Regions from separate parts of the Ovis aries genome. Here regions 1 and 3 are each linked to region 2. A link is a contact called in public Hi-C data. All regions are on one chromosome and are shown on one strand. The core of a region is the stretch at or near the end of the contact, and the rest is flanking DNA. Distances in the headings are between cores, read along the strand shown. Region 1 overlaps TAOK3 (TAO kinase 3). Region 2 holds the start of SUDS3 (SDS3 homolog, SIN3A corepressor complex component). Region 3 holds the start of PEBP1 (phosphatidylethanolamine binding protein 1).

Region 1 (2,807 bases), core at 253-2,752, 170 kb after region 2:
GAGCAGACTAAAATTTATTGAACGCGTAATCATGGGCCAGGCTCAGGCTGTTTATCTGTGTTATCTCATCTTATTGGAAGAGGGAGAAACTGAACATTTTTGAGCCAGGCAGTGAGTGATATGGCTAACATTCTGCTTTACAGAGATTAGCCCAGTTTGGTGGTGATGCACAGATTGATTAGAGCGTGCGTGGTCAGTGGGAGCAGTATTACCCCCTGGGGAGTAAAAAGGGAGTTCTTGTGGAGGAGGAGTCTTAGATATTATAGTGACTTGTGGCCCTCTGAAGGGCTACAGTACATAAAAAAATATACAGTACATGTTTGTTATTAGCATTTCAGTGGTGAGGATAATCAGGGAAGGGTGGAGGCTAAAAAGGCCCCTGATGGAAATAATGGGGGGAAAAGGTTGAGAAACATTGAATTTAGAGGGAAGAAACTAGAAGCAAAGAGATCCGGTGGTAGGAATAGGCTATAGACACAGATAGGGTGTTAGCTGGCAAAAGAGAGATGGGTTTGAAACATTTTGAAGTATAAAATAAGCTGGACTTGGGATACAAAAGGATATGAGAAAGAGACGAGGGTACAGGCAAAGTTATTTCTAGGATTTAAGAGCTGGGGAAATGTAGATTTGGGCAGAAACAGGGAAGCTTAGAGAGAGGTATTGGTAAGAAACTGGTTAATTCAATATTACATGTGTTGAGTTTGTTAGAAGGCTAAAAAATTCAAATCAAAAAGTCCAATAGCCAGTTAGAAACAACGTATTTGGGATTCTTTCCATCTGGCAGTTATTATTTTTGTTCTAGTGTCACGTATTTGGAAGAAGTCTGAGATTAAGGGGCAGTTAGTGCCAATAAAAACTATAGAAGACAATTATTCCTCCAAATGATAGAAACTATATTCATTAGTATCAGATTCTAACCAACTGGGTGAAGAATAACTCTACAAGGGTTTATTTCTGAAAAGTCTAGGTTTTCCTTTGTTTAGCCTTATTCTGGAGCCACCTTAGTGAAAATGTTCGGTTTTTTGTCTTCTATTTATAAAAGAACATTGAAAAATGACAAATGCAGAAAAACACTGAGTTGTGAAAGTGCTTGATAATCCCATCCCACCCATTTTCTACCCTGAGATAGTCACCATTAATTTGGCAGATATATTACCAGAGTTTTTTCAGATATGCATGTGTGTGTATATGTATATACAATTTATATTTATATATAACTTTAATCTTACAAAAATAAGATTATGTTAGTACCAGTGGGTTTATTTGATTTGCAAGCAATAGAAACAAACTGACTGACTTAGCATGGAAAGGAATTTATTGGAAGGATATGGGGTAGATGACGGAGCTGAAGACCCAAGCTGGAAAAGATGAAGAATCAAGCTGGGAAAGCAACTTTGTGACCTAGAGGACAGGAGCTAATTGACATTCCTCAAGACACTGCCATTTGGATGTACCTCCTCCAACCATGTTTCATCTTTGTATCATTAAGACTCAAATTCCTAGGAGAGATAGCACTTGATTGGGTAATGTGCTCATTCACTTACTCAGTAGTCTCTCTGATTTCCACATAGGGTGGAGTAGTTTCTGAAACAAAAAGAGGAGCCTGTTAACAAAAAGAAGGGAAAATGGATACTGAACCTACAAAAATATCCAGTTTACCGTTTCATAACTCTTCTACTTTTGTATTATTTTTCATTTACTATCTAAAACATATAACTCTGCTTCATTCTTTTTAATCATCAGTAGTATTTATTTTTTTGGTATGGCTATAGAACAATTTATTTAATTGGGCACATTTCTGGGTATTTTGCTGGAGTTGTGCAATATCACTTTTTACGTGTAAGCAAGTATTTTGTAGGATATAATATTCTCAGAAGGAGAATTTTTAGGTCAGAGTGTATGTACCTGCATTTTTAATAGATATTGTCAAATTGCCCTCTAAGGATTTATAACTCCCACCAAGAAAAACTACTTGTTTTTCTCTACCTTTACCAAAACTGAAAATTAGCAATCCTCCCCTACCCAACACTTTTTTTCTTTTTGGTAGACTAAATTTTTTTTAGCCTGGCCACACAGCATGCAAGATCTTAGTTCCCCAATTAGAGATCAAACCCATGCGCCCTGCAGTGAAAGTGTGGAGTCTTAACCACTGGAACTTCAGGGAAGTCCCCAGCATTCCTTTTTACTAATGAAAACATTTAAAAAGATCACCATAGGCTGAGTTGAGCCTCTTTTATTGTCACTACACGTCAGTGCTCATTGTTTCCTAACCAGTTATACAGGTAAGAACTGAAGCTAAGAAAATATTAAATGTCATAGGCTAACAACATCCCCACTTATATTTTGAATTCTCATTCTTACTCAGTGTCAGTGGGCATTAACATAAAAATTTTTGAGTTAGATCAGATGCTTTTAAAGAAGTCAATAGTATGTCCATTGAAACTTAAATAGAATGCTTGGATTGTGATTAGGGAAGGTTTGTTTGGGGGGTACACCCTAAATCCACATCTCAGAGAAGGTAGGTTCAAATAATGTGTACAGAAATGTGTTTTGTGGCCATGGTGTACTGTCATGGCCATATGCTGTATATATGTTTCACCCCTAAGCTCACATCCAGCCTGGTGTGATGCTCAGTGTATGTGATGTGGGCTGGGATAAAGGGAGCTGCCTGCCTCTCATCTTATACTCCCTGCAAGGCGTATATACATGGAGTGCACAGAATCACCTCTACCATGAAATTTGTTTTTGTATTTTTGCTCAACTAACCTTATTGAATTTATATAAGCTAGAATGTGGCCCTACTATAT
Region 2 (2,728 bases), core at 139-2,638:
GTGTCTGACTCTTAGCGACCCCACGGACTGCAGCCTACCAGGCTCCTGCGTCCATGGGATTCTCCAGGCAAGAATACTGGAGTGGGTTGCCATTGCCTTCTCCAACACCTGAGCATCATTAAGCAAATCCGTACCTTCTGCTCCCTGAGCGTGTTTCCCCAATGGTAAACACTGAGTATTTTTATCAAGGACCAGTTCACATCCTTTAAGCCAGTGTGTGTGCTTAGTTGCCAAGTCCTCGCTGGCTCTTTTTGCGACCCCATGGACTGTAGTCCACCAGGCTCCTCTGTCCATGGGATTTCCCAGGCAAGCAAAATGGAGCGGTTGCCATTTCCTTCTTCAGGGGATTATCCCCACCCAGGGATCGAACCCGTGTCTCCTTCTGTATTGGTAGGGGGATTCTTTACAACTGAGCCACTAGGGAAGATCTGCTTTAGGCCTGAAGCTCATTTAATCCTGGCACCTACGCCAGGAAGCAGGTACTACTGCGAGCCCCACTGCTGTTAGAGAAACTGAGACTCACAAGCTTAAGTAAATTGCCTGATATCATTAAGCTGGGTTCATTGAGCCAAATTTAGATCTAATTCGATCTGGTGGATCTCAGGTCTCCTTTCAACCAACCTGTGAGCGGGGCTGCCTTAAGCATTTTCCGGGGGGGCGGGGGGCGCGTGGGGGGCGCGTGGGGGGCGCGTGGGGACACTTTGGTAACTAAGAAGCTAAACTGGGCTTTTGCTCAGATCCTCTCAGGAACTAAAAGGCGAGGAGTGCTCAATAGACCCAATGAATGGCGGCTTTCACTCCGACCGGTGAAAAGCTGAAGTTCAGAGACAGCTGGGAGGAGACGAGCAGAACCTTAAAGGGACCTACAAGCTCTGATAACAGCTCCTTAAGACCCTTCTCCGCGTTAACTGTCGGCAACCAAGTCCTCAGAGGTTCCCCCTTCCCCAACACAGGTCGGGGGAACTTCCGGGAGCCGCGCTCCTCCGGGAGGCCCCTCCAGCCGACCCCCAAGGCCCAGAAGTTGTCCCCGCCCCGCCCCCAGACAGCCCCACCCCTTCCCGCAGCCGTCCCACCCCGGCCCGGGGCTGCCCAGCCGGCGGGAAGACGGACCTTCGTCCGACTCGCGGCCCCGGCAGCTGCGCTCGTCATCCTCGGCGCTCTCCAGTTCTTCGTCCTCCTCCGGGTAGTACTCCGGGGCCGGCGGCGCTCCAGCCGGGGCCGGAGCAGGCGCCAAAAGCCCCGCAGCACTCATGTCGCCTCCGCCCGAAGCTGAGCGTGCCCCCCGGGAACCACAGCCACCCGCCCTCCAGGCTCTACGTCCGCGTCGCAGCGCCTGAGGGAGCCGCCGACTCCCAGAGCCGGAGCGCCGGCGACCCCTTCCCCGTCTTCGCCAAGCCCCGCCCCGCGCGCCCGCTCTCGGCAACGGGGGCCTCGCGCCTGCGGCAACTTCCGGGTCGCGAGCTGCCTGACGACCGCCTGACTCCGCCATCCTAGAGGGAGTGGCGAGGCTGCCGGTCGCCCTCTTCGCCTTAACGCCATCTCCTTCATCGCCGTCTTTAAAATCCTCGACGGGTAGAGGGGAGGGGCACAGACAGGCTCTCGAGTTAGGCAAATTCTTGGGCAGGCCGGACCGCGGCTAGGACCCTAACGCTCAGAGGCACCTACGGAAACAGCCACCAGGCGGCGCCTGGAGCCAAAACCAGAGATGCTTTTTTAGGGACTTGGGAGGCAAAGGGTTCCCAGGGCTCTCCTACGTAGGTGGAGGTGGGCCTCTTACTTAAACAGGTGAATGGTATGAACCATCCTGTTTATAGGTCGGGAAACCTAGACATTTAGAGTTTGAGTGATCATCCGGAAGAAAAGGAGCCCAGCTCCTCGTCTGACTGCTTAGAGCTTTTGAAGAACTAAAATGAAAACGAAGATGCCATGCTGGAGCCAGCAAAACTGTATCTTCCCAGTCGGTGGGAGGACTTTCCGCTTGTGTAGGTTTGCTCAGTACGGTATTATCTCGATTTTACAGATAAAAGAGCTGTCAGTTTCCTTAAAAAAAAAAGGTAACGGCCAGCCTGCTTTGTTTAGATTGTCACCCCTAGGTCCTCTCCGGTACAGCTGCCTTATATTTCTCAGAATATAAATTTTTTAAAAGGTTGTTTTTCCCAATCCAGTAACTTGCTAACCAACTCTCAACTGAGCAAGTGGAACATGTGCCTGCAGAAAATTAATTAAACACAGGTAAGGAAGGCGCTAGCTGGTAACTTGGAAAAAAGAGTTTAATATCTGTATGAATTCATTTGTGTGATTACTCTGAGTAGAAGGGGACATGGTATTATAAGCTTTACTTAATGAACAAATTGAGGATGTCCCTCATCCAGGTGTGTGTAGTAAGAAAAGGGGTAAAAGGGCCCAGAGATGTTTAACGGTTTGTCCAGAGTAACACTATTCTTCATGTTGCACCCAAATCATAGGGCTTCCTTGGTGGCTCAGTAGTAAAGAAACCATCTGCCAATGCAGGAGACTCGAGTTAGACCCTTGGGTCAGGAAGATTTCCTGGTGAAGGATATGGCAGTCCACTCCAATATTCTTGCCTAGGAAGTCACATGGTCAGAGGAGCCTGGCAGGCTACAGTCCAGGGAGTCTCAAATCAGTCAGACACAACTGAGTAACTAAACAAGTCTCCATAAGAAATAATAATGTACAAGCAGTAAAGTTGAACACAGATGTAAAAGCC
Region 3 (2,851 bases), core at 140-2,639, 200 kb after region 2:
TCAAGGCCATCCCATGTAATGCTAGTGGGCCGGTTCTTAACCTGTAGAAAGGAACAGATTTAGAGCTTAAAAGTCAGAAATGCTGAAGAAACCAGCACTCTTTCTTTGACCTTGGATTCCTCAAAGGTCAAGCACAGAAATTATTAATAAAAGCTCAACTGTACTGTAAGAACCCAGAACTGATGTTTAATATACGTTATTTATTTTAGTCCCAACAACACTATGGGGCTAGTATCCTAGCATGTTACTAACAGAAAGAGGTAGGTCAGGATTTCAAGGGTTGCTGACTACAACCTTACATTATTTGCAATGACACAATCTCTAGACTGGAGACCACATTATCTGGGGCCTGCTAAAGTGAAATCTGAATTAAGTGTACATTTAAAAGGGCAGAGAAAACCAAGATGGACAGACGTGGACAATGAGTTTGGCAAAAAGAGGCTGCCAGATGGGCACTTTACACACCCAAAACAATAAACTCTGTAAACATCTAAATTAATAAACCATCTGAGCACTGTTTATTCGCACTGCTGCCCCGAAGCTTCAGGACCAACTACTGGCCACGGTGTCCGAGCACCTAGTTCCCCAACTTGCAGCAGCCAGAACCTGGTTAGGCCTTAGCCAAGTGGGGAGGGGGTCGGGGGTCAGAAGCCAAACGGTAAAACACGGCCGGCCCCGGCCGTTACCCTCGAGCCTTCCAGCTGCAGAACGCACCTACCTTTGGGTAGCTTCCAGCTCCAGACCGTTAAAAACAAAGGAGGAATCACAGGGCCCTGCTGCTCACTAGTTACGTAATGCGTCAAATGCCCTCGGGTGGGGCTTTTACTCCCCATACTGCGGCCTAATATTCCCGGCCTGGAGGGGACACTGGGGGCGTGAGCAGCCACTGCCCACTTCCTCCGGGGGAAGGCCTCCTTCCCTGCCTGCTCCTCGAAGTCCCAGGAGAGTGTATCAATTTCCACAGGGCAAGCCCCGCCCGCCACGTGCCAGGTTCCGGGCGCTAGTTAGGGGGAGGGAGCGATGGGCAGGCCTGCGGCTTGGGCACCGCGACTCCCTTCCCTAGGTGGATCCGGCGCACTAGAGCCCGGAACGTCCTCCCCACTTCTACTGGGTCGCCGACCTGAAAGCCTCCGAGCCGCCAGCAGCTGCACCCCTTCCGCCCTCGGTACCTGGGTGGGTGTCAGCACTTTGCCCAGTTCGTCGACCTCCGCCCCGCCGTATTTGACCTGCAGCGGGTGCTGCGGCCGCTCATCCACTTCCTGCAGGCTCAGAGGCCCGGACCACTTGCTGAGGTCCACCGGCATCGCGGAGCCGAGCAGGTCAGACAGCAGAGAAAGCGGCTTGCGGACTCACAGCAGTCTGCACACTGTACCGAGGTAGCTCAAGTCACACGGCCGAGGAGTGCATGCGCCTGAGCCACCGCCCCGCCTCATCCCCGCTCCTCCAGTCACCGGCGGGGAGGCCCACTCTGCTCTCTGATTGGCCGAGCTCTGTAGCGCGGGCCGTCCGGCGCTCCCGGGTCAATGCACCAGGCTCGGCCTTTCTTTTTGCAGAGGGAGATCTAGCTACTCGCTGCTGGAGGAGTTCCCAAGAGTTATGACTGAGCTTGCAAGACTGTTGTTTCAAGAATTGCAATTGAGCTGCTTTCGATTTTTTTTAAGCTTTTTGCCTTTTTCTTTGTTCAACCTTATAAATGCAGAAATGGTAAGGCCTTGCTTTTCTCTCGCACTTGTTAAAGCAACCCACATTGCCCCGCCTCTTTGTACTTTTGCGCATGCTCACTGGCTTCGGTAACGGCCTGGAGAAGGTCTTGGGGGAAGCTCGTCGGCGCTGTTCTCAACCGGCGTGAATATTTGCACATACCGTTTGATTCTCCTATCCCCTCTTGCGTCTGCCTGCAATGCGGGAGACCCGAGTTTGATCCCTGGGTCGGGAAGATACCCTGGAGAGGGAAATGGCAACCCACTCCAGTACTCTTGCCTGGAAAATTCCATGGACTGAGGAGCCTAATTGGACACGACTGAGTGACTTCACTTTGTTTCTGTCTGCGCTTTTCTCAACTGGCAAGCATATTTGCACATAGCGTTTGATTCTCCTAACCTCACTTGGTCTTGCCAAGATTTAGGGGAATTTTTTTTTTTTTTGAGAAATGATTTTTTAACTTGTGAAACAAGGAATGTTGCTCACCATCTAGTGTGGTTTTTTTTAATTAATTTTTATTGGAGTATAGTTGCTACCATCCAGTTTTAAAAGAAGTCAGCCACTGCAGTCCCCGGCCTACAATATAGGGTACCCTGAAAGGTATTCAGGACAGAACGAGGCACTTTGTTTTTTGGGGAAGAAAAGGCAAAACTATTAGATAATTAGATACATTCTAAGAGAATTTTTTTAATTAATCCAGATTCTTGCATCTTTCCATACTTTTTTTAAAACGCGTTAAAATCATGAACTATTTGCTCCTAGAAGCAACCTTATACTAAGACTTAAGCTTGATCACACATACCCCTTAGCCAAAATTACATATGTACTGGCTTCTCCCCCTTCCTCTTCCAAGCAGTTCCTCAGAACTATGCTGTGCATTTTTGTTTTAGTCAACAAACCATAGTTACTATTTCTCCTTTGTTGACAAGTGACTGCCTCAAAACTGCTTTCGTTGTGGCCACCAGATGCTTTATTTTTGCTAAATATGATCGGCACTATTTACTACTGCTACGTCACTTCAGTCGTGTCCGACTCTGTGCAACCGCGTAGACGGCAGCCCACCAGGCTCCGCTGTCCCTGGGATTCTCCAGGCAAGAGCACTGGAGTGGGTTGCCATTTCCTTCTCCAGTGCATGAAAGGGAAAGGTGAA

The links. Hi-C and Micro-C count contacts between places; a contact is called where the count stands out from the background.
Region 1: a contact with region 2 is called in a Hi-C map of tail adipose tissue, with 4 times the contacts expected there. The contact joins the enhancer-like site here to the promoter of SUDS3 in region 2. A contact is called at or near these places in 5 of 16 Hi-C or Micro-C datasets (hypothalamus, muscle, skin fibroblasts and 1 more).
Region 3: a Hi-C map of hypothalamus shows a contact between it and region 2, with 2.4 times the contacts expected there. The contact joins the promoter of PEBP1 here to the promoter of SUDS3 in region 2. A contact is called at or near these places in 2 of 16 Hi-C or Micro-C datasets (hypothalamus and skin fibroblasts).

What each region holds. Positions count from the first base shown.
Region 1 is chr17:57,069,504-57,072,310 of ARS-UI_Ramb_v3.0, forward strand. All of the region lies in intron 16 of TAOK3 (TAO kinase 3), which reads left to right. Among named protein-coding and RNA genes, the nearest start is that of PEBP1, 31 kb to the right of the region's middle. Within about 2 kb of position 1,503, at least 5 of the 54 cell types and tissues checked have an H3K27ac peak or open chromatin away from gene starts, as enhancers often do. A contact at or near this core is called in tail adipose tissue, where this site is marked.
Region 2 is chr17:56,897,334-56,900,061 of ARS-UI_Ramb_v3.0, forward strand. It overlaps SUDS3 (SDS3 homolog, SIN3A corepressor complex component), which reads right to left and starts at 1,389. Exons shown (of 12, transcript XM_015101645.3): 1 at 1,111-1,389. The coding sequence starts at 1,252.
Region 3 is chr17:57,100,813-57,103,663 of ARS-UI_Ramb_v3.0, forward strand. PEBP1 (phosphatidylethanolamine binding protein 1) reads right to left here and starts at 1,390. Exons shown (of 4, transcript XM_004017378.6): 1 at 1,170-1,390; 2 at 1-41. The coding sequence starts at 1,304.